3 separate regions of the Mus musculus genome follow, and regions 2 and 3 are each linked to region 1. Evidence: chromatin contacts called from public HiChIP or PLAC-seq and promoter capture Hi-C data. All regions are on one chromosome and are shown on one strand. The core of a region is the stretch at or near the end of the contact, and the rest is flanking DNA. Distances in the headings are between cores, read along the strand shown. Region 1 holds the start of Galnt6 (polypeptide N-acetylgalactosaminyltransferase 6). Region 2 has its middle 10 kb from the start of Gm41402. Region 3 has its middle 9.2 kb from the start of Acvr1b.

The links. Promoter capture Hi-C pulls out the DNA fragments that hold promoters and counts their contacts. HiChIP or PLAC-seq counts read pairs in DNA pulled down with a chosen protein or histone mark.
Region 2: a contact with region 1 is called in an H3K27ac HiChIP or PLAC-seq map of epiblast stem cells, with 2.6 times the contacts expected there. The contact joins the enhancer-like site here to the promoter of Galnt6 in region 1. A contact is called at or near these places in 3 of 39 promoter capture datasets (the C10 cell line, hippocampal neurons and neural stem cells), 1 of 15 datasets of contacts at CTCF or cohesin (the NIH/3T3 cell line) and 4 of 115 datasets of contacts at active chromatin or transcription factors (bone marrow-derived macrophages, embryonic basal ganglia and epiblast stem cells).
Region 3: a contact with region 1 is called in a promoter capture Hi-C map of embryonic stem cells, with 3 times the contacts expected there. The contact joins the enhancer-like site here to the promoter of Galnt6 in region 1. A contact is called at or near these places in 6 of 39 promoter capture datasets (the 3T3-L1 cell line, embryonic stem cells, hippocampal neurons and 1 more).

What each region holds. Positions count from the first base shown.
Region 1 is chr15:100,727,281-100,731,079 of GRCm38.p6, forward strand. It overlaps Galnt6 (polypeptide N-acetylgalactosaminyltransferase 6), which reads right to left and starts at 2,096. Exons shown (of 12, transcript NM_001161767.1): 1 at 2,023-2,096. I730030J21Rik (RIKEN cDNA I730030J21 gene) reads right to left here. Exons shown (of 3, transcript NR_045782.1): 3 at 3,225-3,604.
Region 2 is chr15:101,090,931-101,094,543 of GRCm38.p6, forward strand. No RefSeq gene overlaps it. Among named protein-coding and RNA genes, the nearest start is that of Gm41402, 10 kb to the right of the region's middle. Within about 2 kb of position 2,256, at least 116 of the 459 cell types and tissues checked have an H3K27ac peak or open chromatin away from gene starts, as enhancers often do. A contact at or near this core is called in embryonic basal ganglia and epiblast stem cells, where this site is marked.
Region 3 is chr15:101,163,113-101,166,545 of GRCm38.p6, forward strand. No RefSeq gene overlaps it. Among named protein-coding and RNA genes, the nearest start is that of Acvr1b, 9.2 kb to the right of the region's middle. Within about 2 kb of position 1,344, at least 116 of the 459 cell types and tissues checked have an H3K27ac peak or open chromatin away from gene starts, as enhancers often do. A contact at or near this core is called in embryonic stem cells, where this site is marked.

The sequences.
Region 1 (3,799 bases), core at 846-3,345:
CAACCTTGCCTCAACCTCCTGAGTAGCTGAGCTGTAGTGGTGACACACTCCTTTAGTCTCAGCACTTAGGGGGTGGGGGATGGGGCGATGATGAGCAGAAGCAGGAAGATCTCTGTGAGCAGGAACTCAGCCTGGTCTACACAGTGAGTTCCACCTAGTCCAGCCTGGTCTACACAGTGAGTTCCATCTAGTCCAGCCTGGTCTACACAGTGAGTTCTAGGCCAATCTGGGCTATGAAGAGAGAACCTGTCTCAAAGCACAAAGATGGAATAAAAAATCAAACCAAAGTCTCACCCAAGTTATATTTTGTTTTCTTTGGTCTTGACTTTTGCATTGAGACAGAGTCTTATAGTCCAGGCTGGCTTCAAACTCAACACGTAGCCAAGGATGAGCTTGAACCTTGGGTTTTCCTGCTTCCACCTCTTAAATGCTGGCATTACAGACACGGGCCACCATGCCCAGTTTATCCAGTGCTGGAGACTGGAACCAGAGCCTTATGCACACAGCTAGGCAAGACCAGAGGCTAAACTCACACTCAGGGTTGTCCGTCCAAAGCCACGACACATCTTATGTTCAGTTGGTCCCTAAAGCCCTTGCACCTTCTCATTTGCTCCCCGCCCCGCCCTGGAATGTTTACGTGGCGATGTGGCCAAGGTTCTGCAGCTACATTAGTGGCAGAGCTGAGTCAGCCACCTGTAGCCTTCATTATATACACCACAGCCTTCCCTACGAACAGCTGAGGACAGGGCCCCTCCCAAACCCGACTTCTGTTCTAGGCAGTGCAAACAGGACTCAGCCTATGGTTAGATCTCGGGTCTGGGTTTCTCCCAGTTGAACGTGGACGAAGACAGTTCTGATCTCAGAGGGCACCTGACACCCAGGGGGCCTCCCTTTCGCTGGGCTCTTGTGTATGCTGGAGGCAGTGCCAGCTGTGGGTAGTAATTACTCAGTACCCAGTCTCTTTCAGAGTTTCGATTGCTGTGGGGTCCTGGTATCCCCACCTCTGGGTTCTTTAAAGCACAGGGCGTCCATGAGGACACGGAGCCTGCGATGATGCAGGCTGCCCTTGGACAATCTGAATGAAGAGTATTTCAAAACCTTGATCTAGTCATCATATGAATTTGCCTATCTCATCCTTCTTAGCTTTTCTCTGCCAAGCAGGGAAACAGCTGTCCTGTCAGGAGAGCCCGGCCTATGTAATACACACACACACACACACACACCTGTGGTGAAGCGAAGGTAGCCCTGGAGGCTCTTTGGTGTGTCTGTCATTAACCTCAGTCATTGTAGGGATGAGCTCAGAGTGCAACCTTACAGCTCTCCCTGGAACCACTGTGGCGATTACGGCTCAAGACCCGGCCGGGTTCCTTTTTGTGCTTTGAGACAAGCAATCGCCAGCAGTGTCCACAAAATCAGGCGAGCCCTCTGCAGTGGTCTGGAGTCTCTAGATGACTGGCTTTTGGGCAAGTAGCAGGAGGATTCTCCTTTCTGTCATCACGAGGGAGGGAGAATCAGGAAGTTGGTGGTGACAGTCACAGTCATACACTCTACACAATACCACAGAACTCCGTCCCCCACTCCTCCAAAGCGCTAAGCATCCAAGGGGAGATCAATCAGGAAAGGACTCTGAGGGGCCCCCCACCCCCCACCAATGAGGCTTCTCCTGGTTTGTCCCTTCTGTTCAGGGTATGGCAGGAAGGAGTCCCAACGCTTGAGCACACGAGGTGGTCAAATCGGGGGAGGCACACAGTAGGCACCGGGGCGAGAGCGAGGAGAAGAGGGATTCCGGGGCTCCCAGTTCGCCCCTCAGCTTCTTAACCGCAGAGGTGAAGGGGTCTCACCGCGAGAGACGCTAGATGGCACCGCGCGGGGCAAAAAGCGAAGGCATGGGGGATGAGTCTGGCTCAGCCCCTTCATCTCACTGAGGGGGGTGGGGGAGGGGACGGCTGGGAGGGAGTCCCGGAGGAGCACGGGGCTGCCAGGTCCGAGGGCACCATGGGGTCGCGACCCGTTGCTGCTTACCTACCGCGCCGAGGCAAAGCCGCTGCCGCTGCCGCTGCCGCCGAGCTGCTCGTGGGTTTCCCGACGGGGCGACCGGGAGGGCGGGTCCAGGGCGGGTCCTGTCGAGGATGACGCCCCGCCCCGCTCGGGCAGGTGCTGTGACTCCGCTCCCAACCCCGGCATGCGAGGCCGCTCACGTTGGGTGCACGGTCCGAGGCCAGACTGCATCGCGGGCAGCTCCACCCCAGGGCACCGCCACCCCATGTCACCGCCACCCAAGGCCACCCGCATCCCAGGCCATCGCCACTCCAAGCCACCTGCTCCGCAGGGCGAGAGCAGCAAGCCACGGTGTGCAACGTGCTGGCTCGGTGGCGGAGGGGCTGCGGACCTCAGAGCCCGAGGCCAGCAGCTCTCAGGGCGGGCTGGGCGGCAGCGAGCCCCGAGGCTCTGTCCCAGGCGTCTGAGGTTGTGAACAGATAACTTCCCCTCCCATCTAACTGCCAACTGGCAAGTGCCCGGCCTCACCCAGCCAAATCCCAGCCTCAGTACCTAACTCCTGCTATCCAAGGGTAGGGTCAGTGGGAGGTTGCCGAGTGAGGTTCAGAAATGCGGTCCGGACACGCAGAACACCTTCGAGGTGGTTAGAAATGCAGATTTAGGTTTGGCACAATCCTAAAACCTAGCTCCGGAAGGCGGAGGCAGGGAGATCTTGAGTTCCAGGCCAACCTGAGCTACATAGGAGATCGCGTCTCAATAAATACAAATAAATATATAAATAACAAAAATTACTTAAACTCGCGTCTGATTCTGAGTCGTCCTGCCACCTAGACAGTGGCTGCTCATGGGTTCTGAGCCTACCATCCTGACGTAATTTTCTTATCCTAGTTCTGAATTCCTGGTGATTTGGAAACTTTCTTTTCGTGTGGTTTTAAAGAAGGGTTTTATTTACTCATTTATATGCATGTGGCCCTCCTAGCACACAGCCAGAGGTGTAATCCCTCAGAGCTGGTTAGAGGCAGATGCCTGGCTTTACAGGGGTGATGGGACCTGAACCCCGAGCTATACAGCAGTGAGCAGCAATTGCTCTTCACCAACAAACCATCTCTCCAGCCCTCATGTGTGTTTTCTGAGAAAGAGTCTCAAGTGGACAAAGGTAGTCTTGAACTCCCTACATAATATAGTTGAGTTTTGGCTTTTTTAAAAAAAAAAAAAACTACTTTATTAGGTTCTTATACGTCTACCTCCCGACTTTTATTACAAACCCCAACAGTAGGTTGGAGAGAAAGAAGTTAGAGGAGAAAGGGGGTGTATATAGACTACTTCTTGATGATTAGGGGTTCTGGTTCTCTGGGGCAAGATAGATAGGTATAGACACACACACAACACACACACACACACTCATTCCCACAACATAACTGGGTTTTAAAAGAAACCAAAATTCTCCATAGACTCGAGGATGGCCTTGTGCTCCTGATCCTCTGGCCTCGGCGTCTGCAGCTCTGAGATTACAGAAGTGATGTACCATGATCCCCAAGTTCGGATGCTTTCTGGTAGACATTGATCCCAGCATTTCGGAAGCAGGAGGATGCAGGAGGATCTGTGGCTGCAGACAACACAGTGAAAGGAAGCTTGAGATGAATATCGATACTCTGCCTCCAAAAAACAAACAAACACCACGGGGGGGGGGGGGGGAAATGGAATGGATCTTTCTGTTTTGGTTGATGTTAAAATGGCTTTGCAGTTTTGAGTCTCTAAGGCTCAGGGGCCAGGACCCAGCACCCCTGTCGTTGAATTGAGC
Region 2 (3,613 bases), core at 1,006-3,505, 360 kb after region 1:
TGCAGATAAAATACCCATAGACATAAAATTATGTAAACAAATACATCTTTTGAAACCTAAAAAAGGTAGATGTCAGCTGAGGAACAACAATTCAAGATTGTACTCTGTACACACACACACATACACACTCATGCACATACTCACACACACTCACACATACACTCACACACACTCACACACTTACACTCTCACACGCATACATGCACACACACACATGCACATACTCACACATCGCACACATACACTTACACTCATATACACTCACATACTCATACACACACTCTCACACACATACACGCACACACACACACACACACAACACACATTTATATACAGAACAAAACATGGCATTTTAAGAAAACAATGAAGGGGGCAGGGAGAAAGCTAATATGAGTCCTCCTGTCTCAGCCTCCTGAGTAGCTGCTCTAACGCCTCACCACCTCACACAAGAACACAAGAAACAAACAAAGGCTCTTGGCAGGTTCATGGCAACACTGTAAGCCCCTGAGTTAGGCAGCAGCCTCTGCCCAGGTCTTCTTGTTTGGTGACAAATTCACTCAATAAACCATTTTTAAGAAGTTAGGTCTTGGTGGCATGAGCCTTTAACGCTAGCTAGCACTTGAGATGCCTTGTGAGGCAAAGGCAGGTGAATCTCTGTGAGTTCCGAGCCATGGGAGATGCTGCAGGGTAGGCAAGGAGGCGAGCCTGGGACCGAGGCTTTCCAGATCCAGTGTGAGGAGGACTCTTGTATCTGGGTCTCTGCGACCAGTTCCTCTGGAAGCATCTCTAAGAGCTAGAAACATTTCAGCGATCCTGAACAGGCTTGCCAGGCCTCGGCCACCAGACCCAACCTGAAGGAGGAAAGTTGAGATGTGAAGCCTCCACAGGCGAGGGCAGGAACAGAAGCTCATCAGCTCTGTTGCTCACAGGTCAACTTGACTCAACTCGGTCACCAGAGGTAAGGGTGGACAGCCAGGCACTTGTCCCTCAGCCCTCAGGAGTTTCAGAATTACAGATACTATGGACCAGAGGGTAGAGCCAGGTATGGCCTCCCCATCCTGTGGCCGCCCTTGTCTTCCCTAGGCACCTCTTGGGGTTGCAAGGCCACCCCAATGTGTGGGGCAACGCGGGTTGGACAGGTTCGCATGAATCAATGAACCCAACTGTCTAGTGTCATGCCTGGCACACAGTAGGTGCTCATCAAACGGGGTAAGATCCTCCTCTGCCTTTGCAGCAGCCTCATGCTGATCTGCTGCAGCAGGTTTTCTGAGCTTCCCCTTGCTGTATCCTGTTTGTGGCGGTAGAGTGACTGCAGAGGATTTCCTCTCCTTGTCCCTCCCTTCCTTCCAGTACCTACTCTGCCCTACTTCTTCCAGGAAGCTTTCCCTGACTGCCAAGGTCTGGGTGACCTCTCAACTCCACATTCCCTTCACAGTTGGATTTCAGGCTCTCCCAGCCCAGTTCAGATGAGACCTGCACCATAAGGCTACTGGCCTCACGAAGGAAAGGCTACCCTCTCTCACCACATGCCCACTCATTGCAGACGGCCTTGATGGGGGTTGGGGGAGTGAGGAGGAGGCCACCTGCCAGAGTGGCAGCAGACAGGCCAGCTAAATCCTTGACCTACGCTTTAAGAGGTCGGGCATAGTTCAATAGAGCACTCCAGGCTGAATCCCAGCTCATTCACCCAGGTCGAGGGGGATGAGGGATAGAGGAGGAGGGTACGAAAAGGGAGGAGGGCCTTCTCTTCCAAGAGCTCGGTGCCTTCATCCCTGGCTTTCTGAGCACTGCGGAGCACCCTGAAACCCACACTCCCATCCCCCAGCAGTGCAGAAGCGGAGGGCGGGCGGAGGCAGAAAGGAGGGAAGCCAGTGCCTGGAACGGGAATGAGGGTTCAACACAGAGCCTTTTACGAGCAGAGTCCTTTCCTTTGTTGAGACAGGGATTTCAGCTCTGCTCAGGTCCTGGCTGGCCCTAGACCAGCATCATTTTTGTAATTTTCTCCTACTTAGATCCAACTAGGGTAGAGAGGAGGTCCCCGGAACCGCGGGATGGTTGGATGGAGTCCCATGTGTAATAGTGTTTTGTGTTTGTTTCATTTTAGTTTTTCCCGAGTGGCCACAATCGGCAGATCAGGGAATGACCCAGATTGGGTCTAGCCCCAGCCACCCGCCGCCTCCCCCACAGGACGCCAGCGAGGCCTACCCTCTGGAGATGCTATGCAGATGAAATGCAAAGCAGGCCGAGATGTCTGTGGGGATTGGCTGGTACCGAAGACCTTGTGGCCCAATCCTGGGCCGTTGAAGGCCTGAGCTTCCCTACCCAACCACCCCCAGCCCCGGCCTTGTCTGGCCGATAAATCAGCTCAGTCATCGTTAATGGCTCCTGACTAATTGCCTGGACTTGGGCTCCAGGGCTCGGGTCGCCCACATTAAAATTCAATCAGGCCCAGCACTAGCTATTAAATATTCATTGGGAGAGCTTCCCGAAACCAGGCTCGGGGGGGATGGGTTGGATGAAGAGGGACTACCTGGAGCTGCAGCCTACTTCTAGGGCAGATGCGCCCACACTGGTTTACCTGCCTGCAACTGCAGCCTGGTTTCCAGTCTGTTCCAGCCGGCAGATTCCTCTCCGGAAGCCTCAGAGCCATCTCTGAAGGACTCTGAGACCAAGACGCCTTACGGGAGTGTAGAGATAAGTCAAGCAGGCCCCCAGAACCTGCTCTGTGGTCTTTGCGTGCGTGCTTGGTCACCTCGCCTCAGGGAGACCCCCTCTCCAAACTATGAAGAGTGCTGGGACCTTGGGTTCCTTCAGTTCCATCTAGGAATGAACTAGCTCCAGATACAGACGCTTGTCCAGGGACTAGAGAGATGGCTGGGTGGTTAAGAGCAAATACTGACCGCTCTTGCAGAAGACCTTAAATTTGGTTCCCAATACCCTAGTGGGTTGGGTCACACAGTTACCTGTACTCCAGTTCCAGGGGATGGATGATAAGAGAGAGAGAGAGAGAGAGAGAGAGAGAGAGAGAGAGAGAGAGAGAGAGAGAGAGAGAGAACAGAAAGAGGGAGAGAGGGGAATTAAAAGTAAAATAAATCCTTAAGAAACGAACAAAAAAGCAGAGGGTTGTCCAGCCTGGAGCCGGAATGAACAGTATCTGGATCCCAGCGTTCCAGGCCAACCTGGGCTTTAAGACCCTGTCTCAAAAGCCAACAGGCAAACTCCCAGAGCTTTCCTCCTTAGCTGAGCCTCCAGGTGCCACGCACTGTCCAGGCACTGGCTGACGTCAGGGCTCAAAGGCAGAGCATCTGCACTGCAGGATGAGTGTGTGCTGAAAGGAAGGAGGGCTCCTCCTCCTGCCCTTAGCCCAGGAATGCAGCCCTCCAGCTTCTGATACTGAGCAGGAGGCCTAGAAGTTCTAAAGCCGGGGTCCAAGGAGTGAGGTGGGGTGGGGGGTGGGGAGTTGGAGGGAGGGGTGAGGGGTAGGATGCTGGAAAGCAGAGTACACTCATGCACACACCCACACTGTAGTCACAGGGCTATAGAGTCCAGCAGAAGCAATGTTAGCAGAGACCCAAAGCTTGTGGATCTGCTCAGGAACAGGAGTGTCCTAGGC
Region 3 (3,433 bases), core at 94-2,593, 440 kb after region 1:
TGAGCTAGCTTTCTGGCAGCCCAGCACAGCCTGAGCTGGGCCTATAGTAAGAGCTGGCTGGAGTGGCGGCGGGTATGCATGCGGGCGAGATGACGGCGGAGCAGCACTCAGTCTGCGAAGTCCAGACTTCTGTCTCTCCCACCCCCTGGGAATTTCATAAATAAACCCCTGGACCCGTTCCAAGAAGAATTTCAAGGCTTCTCGGCGTGTGGTGTGTTTCCAGAAACACAACAATTTTACATGGTGCCTGGTGTGCAGTCCTTAAGCGGCTGGTGGGGAGGAATGATGACGGCTGAGCATGCTGGAGAGGAGGGGGGCCTGTTAGAATGTTAGATTGGACCGGGTGGGTGGGGTTGGGTCTGATGGGCCCACGGAAGAAGCTGCAGTCAAGGGTGCAAAGCAATTTGAGCCTGGGCTATGCAGCTGACAGTTGTAAAACCTGGCCTCCCAGACACCCAGCCTGCCCCGGGGTTAGATTGGCTAGCCTCCTCACCCCCACCCGGGGGCTTTGGCAGGATTCTCCACCAGGTTTTTGAAAAGTAAAGGGGTCCTAAAATAGTATAAAGTAACTGCCTCATGCTCTCTCTCTGTCTCTCCCTTCTTACTCTCCCTGTTTCTCATTCACTCTCTCTCTCTCTCTCTCTCTCTCTCTCACCCCACAAAAATGAAGTTTAGAAAGAAAGGAGAGTGAGGAATGGACCCTGGTGGGGAAGGGGACACGGAACAAGAGAGAACAGGGGTGAACCTTTGTCTGTGCGTGTGTCAACACCACAGGCCCAGTGGTCATGTTGTGTATCCAAGTATGTAGCTGGGATCCCAATGCCAGAGTTTGGTCAGAGGAACATAGCCTCCCCTCCTGGACCGTGAACTGCCTGAGGGGGAGAACTACAAGCTTACTCATTCCCAGGACCTAGGCCAAGGCCCTTTGTCTCACAGACTTCAGTATGCACTCCAGGATAAAGAAACGGTAGCCTACCCACAGATTGCTAGAACACAAAACAGCAGTGGTGAGGCAAATGGCTCCAAATGGCGAACTTGATAAGCGGTGACACAGGGCTGGAGGATTCTCCCACCAACAGGAATTGAGTGACATCTGCCATGGTCAGGCCCTGAGTGATTCCAGAAAAGGCAGACAGCATGCAGAGGAGGGGAAGGCTTCTTGGAGGAGGAGTCAGTCCGGAGCTGGTGTGTTTGCTGGGTCCTAGGCTTCAAGGACAAAGACATTTGAGTGAAGAGACAGGTGGAAATCTCGGAGGACTTCACCCGGGAAAATACTGCCAGACAGGTCTCATGGATCTGAGGACAAGCCTGGATACCACCTGACTGTGGGGTGAGGTCGGAGGGGTGTATACACAGACACACCCATGAGCACACTCCAGCCAGCCTCCCTTTCTTGTCTCCTTCACCTTGAGCCTTTGTTCCACGATTCTTTCCCAGCTCAGACTGGCTCACTGCCACTTCCGGGCACCTGCCACAGGCTAGCTAAGTCACTGGCTTTTCTTGCCTTTTTAGTTCAATACAAGAGAGCCCTTCAGTAGCTCAGCTAGTCTCTATGTTGCTTTTCCTGGGACCAGATAGCCAGCCCTGGTATCATCAGCGGTAGCCAGAAGCCTGACCATATTACACCTTCCCCCCAACTACCCCCAACTCCTGCCCCTCACCCTTGTCCCCTCTCCTGCCCCCTTAACCCCCGCCCCCGCCTCTCACCTTTGCCCCTCCCCTGTCCCTGCTCCTGCCCCCTTACCCTCCACCCCTGCTTCTCCCCCACCCCCTCTGCCTACCTCACCCCCACCCCCTGACCCTTCCCCCTTAACCCCCACTCCTGCCTCCCCACCCCTGCCCAACTCCTACCCTTGTCTCCCCTCCCCACCCCACCGTTGTGCCCCCCTCCTCCCACCCCTTGGAAAAGCAGGAATTGCTATTGAGCATGATAGACCAGCAGGTAGGAGGGAGACTTTATACCAGGGGTCTTAAGGATATGAAAGGACAGGGAAGAGAAACCAGGATAACAGAGGAACTGTCAGACTGGGTATTCCCTGAATGACCTTGGGCTGGGGCTCAGTTCCTCTCCTGTATGGTAAGGAGAGTGGTGTTACTACTAAATGGTTGTGAACACAATTTGGTAAATCTTCCTAGGCAAGCTAGTGTCCAGTCTCTGGACACCATCTTTAGGTGTAAGGGGTCTGTCTGCATGAGTCCTAAGTTCTCATCATATAGAGTTATTAACTACCAGTCTGGGCAGTGTCCTCGAACAAGACACCTGTCTCTGCTGAGCCTCGGTTTCTCTACTCTAAAATAACAGAATCAAAGCTGGGCATGATGGCACATGCCTTTAGTTCCAGCACTCGGGAGGCAGCAGGCAGATTCCCGAGTTCAAAGCCAGCCTGTTCTACATAGGGCGTTCCAGGGCTACACAGAGAAATCTCGAAAGAGCAATCATAACAACAATAATAAAAATGAAATAACAGGACCAGACAAAATAACTTAAAGTTCCCTTTCAGATTTAGAACTTCATGACTCCACTCAACAAAGATGCCTGTATGTTCTGGAGAAGACAGCTGAAAAAGTGCAGAATGATCTCCAGGGACACGGGCATGCGGAAGTACAGCCAGAGCACTGGGGAAGCGTGGTCGGGAGATGAAGGCGTTATAGCACCAGCAGTCCCACAGTACTGTGACGTTCCAGCATGCAGAACAAGGGCATCAGGCTGACAGGAAGGAACTGTGAGGTCCTCCACAGCAGGAGAATGACCAGGAGAGCAATCCTGTTTGGCCAGTGGGCATGCTCAGGTGGAAACGCAAGTATGAATCACCACCGGGCTGAGGGCACAGGGCCTGTTTACCCAGGAAGCACTGGGGTGGAACCAGGTCAGTGTGAGAGTTGAAGAAAGAAAACCGTCCTCAAAAGTCCTGAGGTAGCCTCTGGGGCAGGGAGAGAGAGAAAGGAGAGCCTGGGAGGGTGTTCTTCAGGAACGCCACGCTCAGCTCCTTCCTGAGGGACCACTTGTGTACAGACTGCAGGCTGCCAACACCTCTGCTTCCCTCCATATGCTGGCTCACCTGTCTGTCCATATGCCCCCATCCTCTAGCTTCACCGACTCTAAGGGACACAGCTGCTCTCACCTCGGGCTGATGAACACGCCCAGAAGAGATAGTGCTGTCTGTCACACAGGGTTTCTGAGAGCGTATCTTTAATTTTTAGGGTTCCCGCTTGGGCCCTCAGCACTCCCTTGGACACTCTTTCTGGTTTTCTGAGTCCCTGGCTGCCAGTCTCACTGTCTCCATATCAGTACATATTATCACCTCTGTCATAGTTCTGTGAATTTATTTTACATTATTAACACTTTCTCCAAGCATACCCTCCACCATAAGCCTTGTGAGGAAATGACATCAAAGTGACTGTCTCTTGACTGGGGACATTAAGATAATCTCCT